Regions from separate parts of the Anser cygnoides genome. Here region 1 is linked to region 2. A link is a contact called in public Hi-C data. All regions are on one chromosome and are shown on one strand. Each heading gives the region's core, a stretch centred on a gene start, on an enhancer-like site or on the middle of the called end of the contact. The rest is flanking DNA. Distances are from core to core; before and after follow the strand shown. Region 1 overlaps LRIG1 (leucine rich repeats and immunoglobulin like domains 1). Region 2 overlaps LOC106035426 (monocarboxylate transporter 2-like).

Region 1 (7,149 bases), core at 4,381-6,880, 160 kb after region 2:
TTTCATCTTGGGCAGACTTTAAAGTTTTCTGCAGCGTTGAAGGGAACGGTTTGGTTTCCCTTTGCCCACATGTCAGCATTCCTGAACAAAACAGCCTCAAGATTTGTGGAGCAGATTCTTGAAATTCTGGGAATGTTTTGAGCCAGAAGATGCTTCCAGAAACTGCCTGACCTAACAAAAAGACTTGGTAGGACTTGGACGCGGCTTGGGGAAAATGAATAAGGCATTTTTATCCCTTTTCTTAAATGAACATCATTCCAATCAAAACCACCATCCTTGGGAGCTGTTCCGCTCTGCCACCTTGTTGCTGTTAAACCACACTGTGCTCATTTGAACCGAACAGATAAAGAAGATATGCATTTTAAAAGTGAGGTTTGCCCTGCCTTTGCACTGATTTCCCGTGTGGTCTTGCCGATGTCATTTAAGGTGAGCTCTGAAAAGGGGTTTAGATCTCTGAAGATGGACTTAGGTGAAAGGGAAGTAGCTGTGTACCTGCGCTCTGTGAGCCCTGCTTGGATCCCGTGGGGATGTTCTCCCAAGCACACTGAGAAGAGATTTGGGTTTGTGGCCACAAGCACCACGTAGCCTAAACCCTGCAACACCAGTGTTGCTGTTCTGTGTGGTCCAGGCCATCACGCATGCTCCAAACATACCTTCATGGTGAGCTTCTGCAGAAGAGCTCAGTAGGAAAAAGCTTTATTTTTTGCCTAGAAATGCAAATGATGGAGCAGGGAGGGTTGCTCTTTTAGTTTTTAAATGCTGTTCAAGGAGCGTTTGAACATCTCTTGGCTCCTGACAAGACTTCTTCATTTCTGTGATGAAGCAAAGTAAATCGCACCAAGCCGTACTTTGTGTATCACTGTGGAAAACGCTGTTTTCAGCAAAAGACATTTTTTGAAATGGCAATTGGAATTTAATTGGGATTTGAATGGGGAACACAACACTGTTCTGCTCTCTGCCTTCCTCTTTGCTTATTTAACAGAGCTTTTGATAGTGCTGGGGTTTAAATATTAGATGTCTCTTCCCACGAGTGTGTCATTACAGGTGTGAGGATGATGGTGAGATGGGTTTGGCACTGCGGACAGTGCAGGTTTTGGGAGACAGGAGGCTGTGGTGTCCGGCACTGCTGCCCCACCTACTTCACAGCCTATTTCCAAAGGTTAAAGCAGCAACCCTGGTGCAGATCTATTGCTTTTTTTTGCTTGAATGTGTGGCTTTTGTTTTGTTTTGCTAGCTGGTGTGCTCAGGGATTGTGGAATTAAGGCTTTCTCCTCAGCAAGGAGGCTTGACTGGAGCCGAAATTGCTGATTGATTCCCTTTTTGCCCTCCCCCATGTTCCTGTTGAAGCTGAGAACCACTTCAAAGGCTCAGATGTGTTGGTGCCAGACGCCACACAGTTATTGTTAGAAGAATCTGAAATATAATTGAAAACAAACCTTTGTTCGGCCAAGCGTATCTGGCCGTAGCCTTCATCTCAAGAGGGAGATGGGTGCTGAGACTCTTCTGGGTTTGGTGTCTGCACACTTGTCATGGAGCGAGTGGTCCGTGAAGTCTCTTGCATGTGGTAAATGTTTGCAAAATCTGGAAAGTATATATCTTAAAGAATTTTTCTTCCTACCTAATTTCAGTAGAGATGCCCCAGGTCCAGGTTCCTGTGCTTGGCAAGCAAAGAGTTGTCCTGCTTGCTTTAAGGACTTGTCTTTGTTGTGGGATGTGGGATATGGGATATTGTTTGACATTATCTAAAACATTTGTAAAAGCATGGACAAGATAGATGTCTGCATCCGTTTCAGGTTTATTTGGTGTGAAGGCAGAAGTTGGGGCAGGAGGCTTGCTTAGCACTCTTGGCAAAGCCCATGAGGCCGGAGGCTTCCAAGGGGCCCAGCAGGTTCAGGTGCTTTGCTTGCAGCAGCTTCCATGTGCATGCAGCCTTCTTGTGCTTGAGCTGCTTCCTAACACAGTCCCGTGGGCTCTGTGGCTGCCAGACACAACGTGTTTTGGGTTCCTGTTGCTTATAGTCCTCTCATTTATAATTGAGGAGAGTACACTAGGTCTGGCTTGGACCAGAACTTGACCTTCTTTTGTGCAGGTTAGCCCATGGTATAGCTTTGGGGGCCACCATATGCTTTGTGTGACCACATGGACTTGTTGTGTCCCTCTGTGCTGCAGGTACCTGGTAGTGACTCTCCGTAGCACAGAGGAGACAGTCTGCTGAAGCCTGAGAGGTGCTAAAAGAGTAGGGAAGCAAGGCAGGGTTCAGCGTGCTTCCTTGTGTGGGTGACTCCTGTAGTCTAACTTGGAGGAACAGGACCACAAACTTCTGCCAGTCTGTCTGAAATCCAACATTCAGCTGCGTGATGCTTGCTGAATTTTTTCCTTTTCTTTGCTTCCCCTACCGCAAGCACCAGCCTCCTTGCATATGGCTGCCTGTCTGTTGTTTATTATCTCTGTTACGCTGTGGTTAGTGCTCACACATGATATTTCTTTGGTTTCCGTACAGACCAAGCGGGTTGTCCGCCACTGGATCCAAAAATGTAAACTATTTATAAATGAAAAATACTCTCGGGTTTTAAAGAGACGTGTTGTCCTTTCTCTCTGTAGCATGTGCACATTTGGCTGATCTCGTGTAATCCCACTGATGGAAATCCAGATCCTCAACAATTTAAGGAACCAGGGGATATTGGTAGAGATTTTGATATGACCTTGTGCTGGTGGGGGGGAGCACGAGGTGGTAGTGATAAACAGGGATGGAAAAATGTTGTTTGGCTGGGCTGCATTCAGTGCAGATGCAGGCCCAGACTCAGATAAAACTTGCTTCAGAGTTCAAGGATTCTTGATTTTTTTTTTTGGTTTTCTAGTTGGGCTCATCTCCATCATAAGCAAATCTTTAAAAATAAATAAATAAAAGGACAAACTTACTAATGTGGCATGAAAGGGACTGAAACAACTAGAGTGTTTTTGATACTCTTTACAATTAAAGTGTTTGTAGTCTCTCTTTCAAGCATGTAGTTAGAATTTTATATTGAAGTAATGCCCTGTGTTTAGCTTCCCAGGGAATGCACAAGACAGGATTTGATGGCCAACTTGTTTTGGTGACTAGCAACCCCAGCCAGCAGGCATTTGACCAAAAATGATAGCAGCTTTCTCATTCTTGGTGTACTTAGGCAGCCTTTGCTGTGTAGCTGTGACTTGTGATGCTGTTAGGTTGTGCAAAAATCATGGATTCGCAGCATGGCTGAGGTTGGAAGGGGTTTCTGGAGGCCATCTGGCCAACCCTAGCTCCAGCAGGGTGCCAGGCCCTCGTCCAAGTGGCTGTTGAAGGTCTCCATGGAGGGGCCTCCACAGCCTCTGGGCAACCTGTGCCAGCTCCGTCACTCGCCCAGCACACAAGTGCTTCCTGGTGTTCAGATGGAGCCTCCTGTGTTTGGTTTGTGCCCTCTGCCTCTTATCCTGGCACTGGGCACCGCTGACGAGAGCCTGGCTCTGTCCCCTTTGTACCTTCCCCTCAGGTGTTTACAGAGAACGAGCTCCCCTGAACCTCCTCCGGGCTGAGCAGTGCCAGCCTTTCCTCTCCTCACAGGAAAGATAAAAATATCGAGTATATTCGCGTTGATAGTGATGATCCCTTACTCTGTAAAACCCACTGGTAGAAATATATGACTTGTTTTCTTCTAAGTATTCTGTAGGAGCACCTAAACACATTGGTGCTCCTGCAGGTACCTTTGCCTGTCCCCCCCCCAGGACAGCACTTGCTGGAAGATGACTTGCAGCCAGCGAGGGCTGTGGAACAAGGCCTCTAACGTCCTGATCGTGTATTAATCAACAGCCAGGCAGGCGGGCCAGTGCCAAAAAGCAGCAAGTGAGAAAGCCAACAATATCAGCGCGAACTTTGCACTCTGGAAAGTGTGAAGTGATGTTGGTGAAAGGAGTTTATTGCACAAGTGGAACGCTGCGGCCCTCTTTGATGCCTCAATTTCTGCCCTAGCAAACCAATGACGAATGCAAACCAAGGATGAATAACCGGACATCAGTGCCCGTCTGTTCCCTGTAATGTGTCTCTGGAAACGCTGCCCACCCTCACGTGGCTTTTTAGGGTGTTTGCTCCCAACGTGTGGGGTGGTGGGAGCTTTTGGAGCACGTGCAGTTGCTTCCCACATCGCCTTCAGTGGGTTTTGTTACAGGCTGTAATGCTTTGTTGGGACCCTGCTCCTCACCCAGCTTTCTCCAGAAGCATCGGGCAAGTGAGATTCCAGCCTGAAATAATATCCCAAATGAGCCAGTGTGTGAATCAATTAATGAAACAGCTACTGATAGCGGTGTGCCCTCCCTGGTATTTAGCTGAAATTGGATTTCTTGACTCCTTGCCCCATAGTCAGCAAAGATCTTTAATCCCAAGTGTACTCCTGAGTCCCCCAGCCAAGATTTTCCAGGATCCCTGTGTTTTTGGAAGGGACAGCTGGTCCCTGTGGAGCTTTCCTGGGATGTGCAGGCTGTATTTAGGACATGTCCCGTGTGATGGGTGGCCTGCGCCGGCCATGGGGCTCGGGGCTGGTGCCTGTCAATGGGCTCGATTATGCCTCTGCTCCGCAGCTCCCCCCAGGAATGCGCAGCATTTGGCGCGGGGGTTTGTATCTGCTCTGCAGCGAGGGATTTCTTTTTTTTTTCAATCCAGAACATTTAAAGTATTTAAGATGATCTCGCAAATATATTTTTTTATAATTGGACCCGGGCCAGTTTTTGCTTGTGTCTGATGTATAAAGTGGGTTTGAAAAAATGTTGTTGTTTCTCCCTCTCCTCCCATTTAAACATTTCAGGAATGTCAAGTCTTGTCAGCCTTGGCTTTGCTGAAAAATCTCTTGAGGAGCTTGGGATGTGTTTTTTTAATGTGATCTCAAAACCCTGAGGGAAGGTGCAGAGGGAGGGAGAGAGCAGGTAGTTAACAAAAGCTTCCTTTATCCCAAGCTGTAACTAGGCATTGCCACTAAATAGCAGCAGCCACAAAAAATTCAAACAACCTGGCTCTTAGGTCTCCAGCAGCGTTTGGCGCCGTGGTTCATCTTGTGCTCGACTTCCCCTCGCAGTGTTCTCCAAGGCAGATAAAACCCAAATTTGTAATGTAAACCTGTAGCAAATAAGAGCAGATTAAGGCAAAGGCTTTTATTCACGAGACTTTGCTGCTGCAGCTGCGTGTAACAGCAAGTAACGTGCGTGGAAGGAGCGGGCGAAGTCTGCTTTCCTGAAGATTTCTGTCTTTAGGGCTGACCGCCTTTTTAATTGACTTCTGCAAAGTGTGCCTGTTATCTCTGCATCGTGTTTTTAGTATTGCCCTCCTTCCCCCCTGGCTGTCCTTGGTGTATTTTGGGAGGGCTCTGGGCTGCCTGTTTGCCGGAGGAATCGACCCAGGTGATCACGAGCTGCTGTGCAAATGGTGCCGAGCCCCATTGCTCTCCTCTTTTTGGGGAGGATTTTTGGGGATGGGGAGCCCCAGCTGCTGCTCACGCCTTGGCCCCGGGCAGGGCTGGACTTTGGATCCCAGCCTTGGAAAGGGAGTGGGGGGGAAACCACCCGAAGAAGGAAAAGGAGGAAATGTTTGTTTAATTCCTTACGTAGCGTAAGGTTCAGAGCGAGCAGATTGTGAAATAGCACGGAGCGGGGAATTGCTTTGCCCGTGGTTTGCAGATAACATGTGCAGAGCAGGCAGCGGCGGCCAGGGGGAGGGAAGCGGGGCTTATTTGTTTGTCTAGTTTGTTTTTAATTGCAATAGCCTCTATAATCCTCCTCCCACCCAATTGTAAGCGATTCCATCTTTATAACGTCCTCTCCGTATTATTTGGTGTGAAATACAGGCAGTGCTTGCACTCTAACAATAGGGATTATTTTTTTTAATGGGCAGGGGCTGGTTGGGAACCCTATGTGGTCTTCCTCTGCTGTTGTGGGGTTTGGGCATCACTCTGCCCCCTGAAATTCCCTGTTGCCACCCCTAGCTGCTTGGGGGAGATCTCTCTGGGCTGAGGGGGATGCACGTTGCCGTGCCCGGCGTGGCTTTGTACAGCAACGGGGGGGCAAAAGGGATGGGACCAGGGAGAGGGCAGCGCGTTACCTGTGTTACCTGTGCCCGGGAGGATAGGGGTCAGGAGATGCCGGGAGATGCTGCGTGCATGGCTTGGAAACACGCTGGGTCTGATGGTACTTGGGCGTCCCAGCTGTTTCAGGCTTTGCACTTCCTTTATTAAAGGGGAGTAAAAAAGGCGATAAAGGAGCCGTTCACAGACTTCTCATAAATATCACAGGGATTTCACAGCAAAGTGTGGAGACTGTTGAAGCTGGTCGGGCATACCAGAAGCTTTATGAAATAGTCGGATTTGATCAACACTTAATCACTCTCAGGCTGCCTGGCTCAGTCTTGCTTGCCCTCTCCCCCTTCTCTCTGCTGTTCCGCTGCTGCGTCTTTGGGCATCTCTAAATGCCCCCGGTAAAATTCAGCAGGTGTTTAGTGAGCTGTAGCCATCAAAATAAAGCAGTGTGGCAGCACCAGGCTGCTGATGGCCCTTGGGCACAGGACAGTAAATAAAAACCCTTTCTACCTTTCTGCAGAGATGCTTGGAGCATCCCTGTACCTTGCAGTGCCACTCAGGCAGCTGATGGAGCTGTCCCTGCAGCGTGGATGCTGTTCCCTGCCCTGCTGTGGCACCCATGGGCTGCAACTACCTCCCCAAATCAGCCCGACGGGGCCCCATGGGTGCGTGGAGGCCAGAGGTGTGGGTTCACTGGGAACGGTACCTTAGCTTTAATTGCCGATAAGCGTTTTGGATGCGGCTCCCTAAAACCTTCTGCTAACGCATCCGTCCTCACGCAGACAGCTTCTCTTTTTCTGGCTATCCAGGCTCCCGGTGTTCGCTGGAGGCTTTTCTCCCTGGGTTCGGAGGGGCTCTGCCTCTGCAGGCTCACGCACACGCTTTGCTTTAGCCAAGTCCTTCCCAGCCTGGAATTGCACTGCTCTTGCGTTACCTTGTGGGCACGTGTCCAAGTCTGAGTGAGGGGGAAACACACTTCTCTTTTTCTTTGTGCTGAGAAACAGCCTGCTTTTCCACGAGCAGGGAGCTTCAGGTATAGGTAGGAGTTTCTAATGAATTTAATAAAGTTATTAGT
Region 2 (7,356 bases), core at 3,562-6,061:
CTTCATGGTTTATTAGGATGCTAAACCATATACACACAAAGCACTGGCTCATATTCTGAGGCTGATATCGTGAATACTGTTGCATTTTTAATGCCTCTACTTAATGCAATTCCGATAGTGCTGACCAAGACTGAAACTTGAGCAGAACAACTGTTAATTAATTCTTAATAGCAGCCTATGTGGGTAGAAACAGTTTGGGATGATGGATGAACTGGTTCAAAAGAACCGGTCTGGTCTTGCATTTATGTAAAGAGGTGGTTCAGGAAAGCGCAAAATTATGAAAGAGGGAAATGGCTTAACAAAGACTGTAGGTACAGAAAGGAAGCATTTAAATCTAAGGAAGTGAAACAAGACAGCAGCTTTGGGCAGAAGAGGAAAGAAAGAAGTTTTAGTGTATGGCAGTCCCAGTTAGCTGGAGGACCAGTAAAAATCAGAGTCATGGAGTAACGGATGTTGGAAGCACTTTGGTGGTTCCAGGTCCCACCTCCTGCTCAGAGCAGAGCCAATTTTGCAGTTAGATCAGGTTGAGAAGTTAGAAGTTAGCAGAGGAAGCAAACTGAGCAGGAAAGACTGGTCTGGAAGTCAAGCCATGGGATGTAAGAAAAGGTTCTGTATTACCCCAAGACCCCTGACCCAAAAATGAGACGGGGATACAAGCAGCATTTAGTGTCTTTCTGTACCAGACTATTTCTGCTGCTACTCCCTACTCAGCAGTGGAAATTCAGAGCCTAGTGTGCCTGTTTGCCTTCATCCCTGCCATTATGAATAGCCCACGCTGTCCACACACAGGTTACTGGACACGGTTACTTGAAGCTTAATGGATCCTCTGAGTAGTTTGGCTGTGGGATCTGCCTCACCACAGAGCCAGTTGGTAGGATATGTACCTTTGATTAAAGAAACTTGGCCTGAAATAATGTCAGAGCTCTTTCCAGACCCTGCAAATGATGGCACACTGGAGCACAGGACCCAAAAAGCCAATATCCCCTCAGTGTGGCTGACAGCATCCAAACAAGATTTCAGCTGTTAGGTTGTGCAAGAACGCAATACAGTAGGTGTGACTGTTTTAATCTGGGGGACGAAGCCCAACGCTACTTCTGTAACACACAAAATACTTTCCACTAGATGTCTAAGGTCAAAACACTCAGAAATGGAAAGCCCACAAGCACAGTCTTAACAACACCCCTGAAACTGGGATATGTGAGCTGGTCCCAGTGAACGCACCATTCAATTAAAATTTCTGTGAGCATGCAACTATGCGGAGAGCTTTTTCTCCTACTCCTGCAACTGGATTCACATGCACGCATCCTTCCACTGCATGGAGTGCCACAGAATTCAATGAGAAGTTCTGAGGAGAGATAGATGTCAGATCAGCACAGCAGGAGAGGGACCTCCTTCTCACTGAGCTTCCCCCAGACAGGACCTGGACTTGCAGCATGCTGGAGACGGTCTCAGTGTGCCCTGTAATCCAAGAGATGCAGCCGGCGTTCCTCAGGAAAGGCACCACCACATTCATCTGCAGCCTAAGGGCACACGACTTGTTTTTCAATTTTCCACATGCCCGCGTTGCTCCAGAATCAATCTAATTACTCAGTTATGAAAAAGTGGTTTCAATTACCTTCTCCTGCTGGAAGGGGGCTTTCATGATAGCCCTAAAACTATGGGATGCCATACCACGGAGCAGAGCACTCAAAGCCCGTAAGACTCCTGATAAAGCCTGTCTCCTGCTCAGACTGGGGGCAGCTCCTGGGGAGAGAAGTGCCAGCTGTGACAACCAAAGCAGAATGCTCCCACACATCCTACTCATGCAGCATCCACCTCGAGAAAAGAAATACAGATCCATGTCCCTCTCACTCCTTGAGCTGTCATGTTGGCTTCACCCATCGGTAATGATGGGTTTGGAGCATGACAGCAGATGATGAGCTGGAAGGTGCTGAAGTTGGGACACATGCTGCTCTGTTTCCTGGCTATGGGGCCATCCCAGGGGAGAGGCTGGAGATGAAAGCAAACACCCATATCTCAACCAATGTCTTTGCTAATGAGAGCAGGAGGCTGTGCCCCTGCGGCAGCCTCAGTGAACACACAGTGTCCTCAGCGACATCTCAGCTTTCCAGCCATCACTCACTAAGCCATGAGTCTGCAATTGCTCCCTGGTCTTGTCTTTCCTGGCCACAGCAACAGCCAACGGGATCTCTCAGCAGCGCTTTGCAGCAGGTCTGTGTGACCTTCCACAAGCAGCCTTCACCTGCTGTCGGATGTGCTATCAGCTTTACAGGGGGATAATCAGTCCCGTCTGTTTGCCTGTCTGGGTGAGGAGCTGTGGTCTCAGAGGAGCCAGCAGCCTGTGCTGGGCCGTGCTCACGGGGAACAGAGAATAACTTCAGAAGCAATCTAAACCTTTCTCTTTCACACCTGAAACCTTCTAACTTGAAGGCACCGTGAGCTTTCTTTGCTAAAGCAGCACAGCATTTGGGATCACAGCACACGTGTGTGACAGCATTTGGGCTCCCTGAGCAGCCTCACCCACACAGGACTGAGGGTTGGAGACCTCGAAGATACCGAGTGCAGCCAGTTAGAAGAGAAGGCCGGGAGCAGAGCATCTTCACTGACCTTTCCATACAGTGGAGCACCCACAGCAAAGGCCACGACAACCTGCAGGGAAAGCACCGGATGGGAAACCAAACCTCCCTGAGCTGCTGCTCACAGGGCAAAGCTTTTGTAACAGTCCTGAGCAGACCCCTAAAAGGCACCGAAGCAAATCACATCCCCCAAATTACTTCCACTTAAGTCATTTGGACCTACAGAAACGTAGAGGCGATTGTCCATGGGCTTTAAGAGCAGCCTTTCAGAAGCTGTCCCATCTCTCAGGGGAAAGTGGAGCACGCGACATGTCACATAGCTGTGCGCTCTGCGGCACGCAAACCCTGCCAATTTGGGCACGAATCGCAGACACGTACCCCTTCACCCTGCCCTGATGTCTTCAGTGATCAGTGTCACCCCCGACAGATCCCAGGCACCTCTCCTGCCCTGCCTTGCCACATGCCACCCACAGCACTTGTCCCGCGGGGAGCCTATCAGCCATCAAACGCCAGATTAAACAGCAGCGTTCTGGGAAGCTTTAGAGAACATGAAATAGCTCGAGTCAAGGAGAGGAATTAAGAACAACAAAGCCAGCACCACAGTCGTGGGAAATTGGAAACATGATTACTGCTTTGCTTGCAGCTATTGCAAAAATTAAAAGTGTGACAGCCCCTGGAAACACAGAGGAATTGAAAAAGCAGGACCTGTCATTTACTGGTTATGCAGCATGCATGAGAAGAATAAAGATGCAGTGCATTACCACACCGAAAACAATTACAGCAACAGCGCGTGCAGCTTAGATCCCAAGGCACCTTGACTTGCTCGCACCTGCCTGGTCAAACACGCAGGAACCACAGGCTCCCTGGCCTTGAATTCAAACGAAACCACCCCGCCTGCCTGCGAGCTGACGGCAGCAGGAGCAGGAGGCAAGGTGATTTTTGTCTCTTAATTAACAGAGCCAGGCAAGGACGGGGCAGGAGATGTAGCTGGCCAAGTGCTCAGGAAGCTGCTGTTTACCTGGCCTGACCTTGCAGAGGTTTTGATGAATGCTTTCAGAGTTCCTCAAAAGTCACAGTGAGGAACAAAAGCCATCTCAGCTGCGGAGCGTGTCCCCAGTTTGTGTCCTCTTGGGGACCAGCGCAGTGTCACCGAGCCAGCATCATCCCCACAACCTCCCCACCGTGGCAGAGATCACATGGAACTTCTAACGGGGAAGCTAGAACTAAAATTCAGCCGTTCCCTTGCACCTTGCTGCATTACAAGGACAAGGCTGCTGATGTGGGGCTGCCAGCAGCTGGTGCTTCTCTATGGGAAGGGACGGCACTTCCCACCCATCCAGCCTTAGGAAACAAGGCAGCCCCTTCCACACCCCAGCAAGTGGCTTCCTGACAAACTTCCAGCCTCGGAGATCACTTATCATCCATTGCAAGGGGGATGGCACCAGACAGAGACAGGCACAGGAGGGAGCTGAGCCTGCTCCTGCTGCTGGCTTCGCTCAGAGCTGTGCCTGCAGCTCTGCTCCTTGCACTGCTGGGGGACACGCACGCTCTTCAGGGGAGATACCACCATCCACTGGGGAAGAAGAAGGAAAGCCAGGTCAGAAACACCTTATTTTGCACCCCGGACACTTGTGGAGCAGAAAGCGGGTGTGCTGCCTGTCATAAACCTCTGCAGCCTGCAGAGCAACAGTTCGCACCAAATATTCCCTAAAGATGCTGCTGTGCTCACGGCACTCCTGGAAGACTGATGTAATTGAAAGCACTATCCTCAGCCCACATAAATCATACTGGTTTAGTGCCTGTCCTGTATAAAGCCTCTCTTTTCTCACACCTGTGGCAGCTTTCCATTAGTTGTTAGCTGATACACGGAAGGCCATGTCAAAGCAGCTGATCCTGGTGGCAAGCAGAACACAGCAACTTGCCGGTGGGAAAGCAAGCAAGCCCTGGCTCATTTGTTAGCTTGTCCAATTACTTTTCACCTTGAGTTTTGTGTCTGCAGAAGTGAAAAGGACCCTGAAGAGGAGATTGTAAGGCCATAAAGAAAATGCAAAACACCCGGGGCTCTCCCGTCCGCTCCCCCCTGCAGCCAGACCATCTTGTCATTTATTCTTTTTGAGCCACTGAACTATGATCCGGGCAGGATGGTAACACAGACGCAGCATTTAACAAGAAATATCAATCCAGACTGGCTTAAACTCCTGCAAGTATGACGGTGCTCAAAAAATAGACACCTGAATTGCTTTTCTGTTTTTCTCAGTAAGGCTTATGAATTTTTTATGAGGTGCAAAACTTCCAGTGTTGGTGCAAAACACCAATTTGTTTTTAACAAGGGCTCTGTTTAAAGCATTTTTCTCTCCCATACCTCTGACCACATCTATATCCCTTATTTGTCTGGTTTGTGATTTTTTTTTTTTTTAACTTAACCTAATACTAACAGAAATGAATTTCCCCCTAGTCGGCAGAACCTGGCCTGGCTGAATTTCTGTTGAAATATTTCAGCGCAGGGCTCAGGCAGCCCCGCGCCCCAGAGGCCTCTGTGCAACGTGCGGCTTATTCCAGATTTCACAAGGCTGACCTTCTGACCGTGCGAAGTGGCACGGAGCCACCGCAAACACCGTGTTTCTGCTGCTAAGAGCGGTCGATGGCCGTGCAGATGATAAAACAGCAACTCTTTAAAGCAGCCCACGGTGCCGAGCCCCAGTGGTGGCAGGTTTGGGATCACCACTGTCCCCAGTGCTGGGCTGCAGGCACTGCTCAGCTTCTCCCAGATTCCTGTGGTGACAGGAGCTGTCGTTGTGCAGAGACGCCAGAAGAACTGCCCAGATAGTTCTTAGTCTCCAAACTGCTGTGAAAACACAGATAAAGCTCCTGAGCTCGACCAGACAGGACTGGAGCTGACTACGTGGAGTCGCTGGGGACGTGAGGAGGAGCTGGGAGGAAAAGGGGAAAATCATTTATCCTAATAAAACAAGGTCTGTTATTACGCTAGTAGTAAAACAACAAGAGGAGCAGGCCTGTGATTTCCTCAGTAATAATCTCATTCCCTCGGTGGAATAACAACACTGCCATTGGCCTCGTAATTCACCCAGCAGGGCACCACCCCTTGTGGCGGAGCAGCCTCCTCGTTACGCAGGCAATGAAATAAGTGCCCCCGCGTTATTAACGTGCTGCCAGCACACACCAGCATCCAGGCCTGGGGGTCAGCATTAGCAATCAGCACCCACTAATTATGCACAGCCCAAGAAAGCACAGGGCACTGTCGCAAAGCAGGGGGAAAGGGATAGGGAAGGGTAAAACTTGCAGCTTTTCAGGCCTTGTGCCTTGCTAGAGAAGTCCGAGGTCCAGGACACCTGGAGGGCTCGTGCTCTTACATGTTTATCACCAGGGCCTGCTCCAGACTTCTCGAGAAGACTTGCTGGCACCTGGTAATAACACAGCCCATAACTAGTCTTGGCTTTTGGGTTCAGATGCTTTGTTTTGGACTGGCAGTGGTGGAGGAGCACCCCCTCGCTTCCCCAGGCGGTGCAGCTGCAGACAGGACAACCGCACGCACTGGGGCTGGAGGACAAACGACAGGAAACAAGCGCCCCAGGTGACAGTCCTGGTGTCCCATAGCCCTCAGCCATTCCCCAAAGGGCAGCTTCCAAACACCTGTCTGCCCCTAAAATGCCCCGATGCCTTCTGTTACTATTGCTTTGCATTGCAAGTCAGCAGTTTTGAGTGAAGTTTAAGTCCAACATATGCCATAGCAGCTCCCATAGCTAACAAGTCACTAGAGGCTGCCTCTTGCCTCCTTGTGGGTGAGGAAAATGCTCCGTACATTAAAGGGGGTGATGGCATTGCTAGTAGAGCTGGGCCGAATGCTGCAGAGCAGGGCCGTTGTAGCATGACCACTGTGAGACGAAAGAGCCAGGCATGGGCGAGCCTGGCTGGATGTGTGCTCCTCGGTCATCAGGCTGGTCCGTCCCTGCTCCGCGGTGCTGGGTCTCCCAGGCATGGGCACCACAGCCAGCTGAAAAACCTGTGGGGATAATAACCTGGGGCACAAACCGAGGTGCAGCAGCCTCCCCTGCTAGACATGCCCTTGGAAAGTCAGGGAACCTGACCTCCCATCACACATACATGCATTTGCTACAGAAGCATCCTGATGTTAAGAAAAAACAATAGGAAAACAAAGCAGGCAAGACCCAAGTTTCAGAGAGACAAAGCGTCCTCGTCCTTATCCAGCAATCTTATCTGATCAGTGCCTCGGCATTTCAATTTCCAGACTGCACAACTGAAGCGTACGGAGGAGCCACAGGCCAAAAGCTCCAAAACCGGGGCAGGAGCCAAGGTCCCTCATGTCACTTCGTATTTAGGCAATTAAATAACTGCTCCTGCAAGGGGACAGCGTGGCAGGTGCCGAGCACACGGCTGCTTGCGCTCAGCGCCTTCCCCAGGCTGCTGGCTTGGATCTCAGCGGCCCACAGCTGCTCACCTGCAGCAGGTCCCGACTTCACGTTTTTCGAATTTTTTTCCTCATAACTTTTTTAGCTTTTGCTTTGGCAGGACCACAGTCTTTTATCCCTTCCATCTTGAAGCCCAGCTACAGATCTGTTCCCTCCAAAGCTGAAACACCTATTCCTTGAGATCAGCAGCCCTTGGTTAGCATCCTTTACACCCTGCTCTACAGGCAAACAGCCCCTACTGGGCATGTCCTCCAGGGGCTTTGTCCACCTCCTAGAAACCCTACACAATTTGACCAAGAGAGCATTTATACTGGAGAGCCACCCAGGGGCAG

Evidence for each region. Hi-C and Micro-C count contacts between places; a contact is called where the count stands out from the background.
Region 1: a contact with region 2 is called in a Hi-C map of liver, with 3 times the contacts expected there. The contact joins two enhancer-like sites. A contact is called at or near these places in 2 of 7 Hi-C or Micro-C datasets (both in liver).

The regions. Positions count from the first base shown.
Region 1 is chr10:8,575,406-8,582,554 of Taihu_goose_T2T_genome, forward strand. The region is part of intron 1 of LRIG1 (leucine rich repeats and immunoglobulin like domains 1); the gene reads left to right. Among named protein-coding and RNA genes, the nearest start is that of LRIG1, 15 kb to the left of the region's middle. Within about 2 kb of position 5,631, at least 3 of the 3 cell types and tissues checked have open chromatin away from gene starts, as enhancers often do. A contact at or near this core is called in liver, where this site is marked.
Region 2 is chr10:8,420,225-8,427,580 of Taihu_goose_T2T_genome, forward strand. All of the region lies in intron 3 of LOC106035426 (monocarboxylate transporter 2-like), which reads right to left. Among named protein-coding and RNA genes, the nearest start is that of KBTBD8, 37 kb to the right of the region's middle. Within about 2 kb of position 4,812, at least 2 of the 3 cell types and tissues checked have open chromatin away from gene starts, as enhancers often do. A contact at or near this core is called in liver, where this site is marked.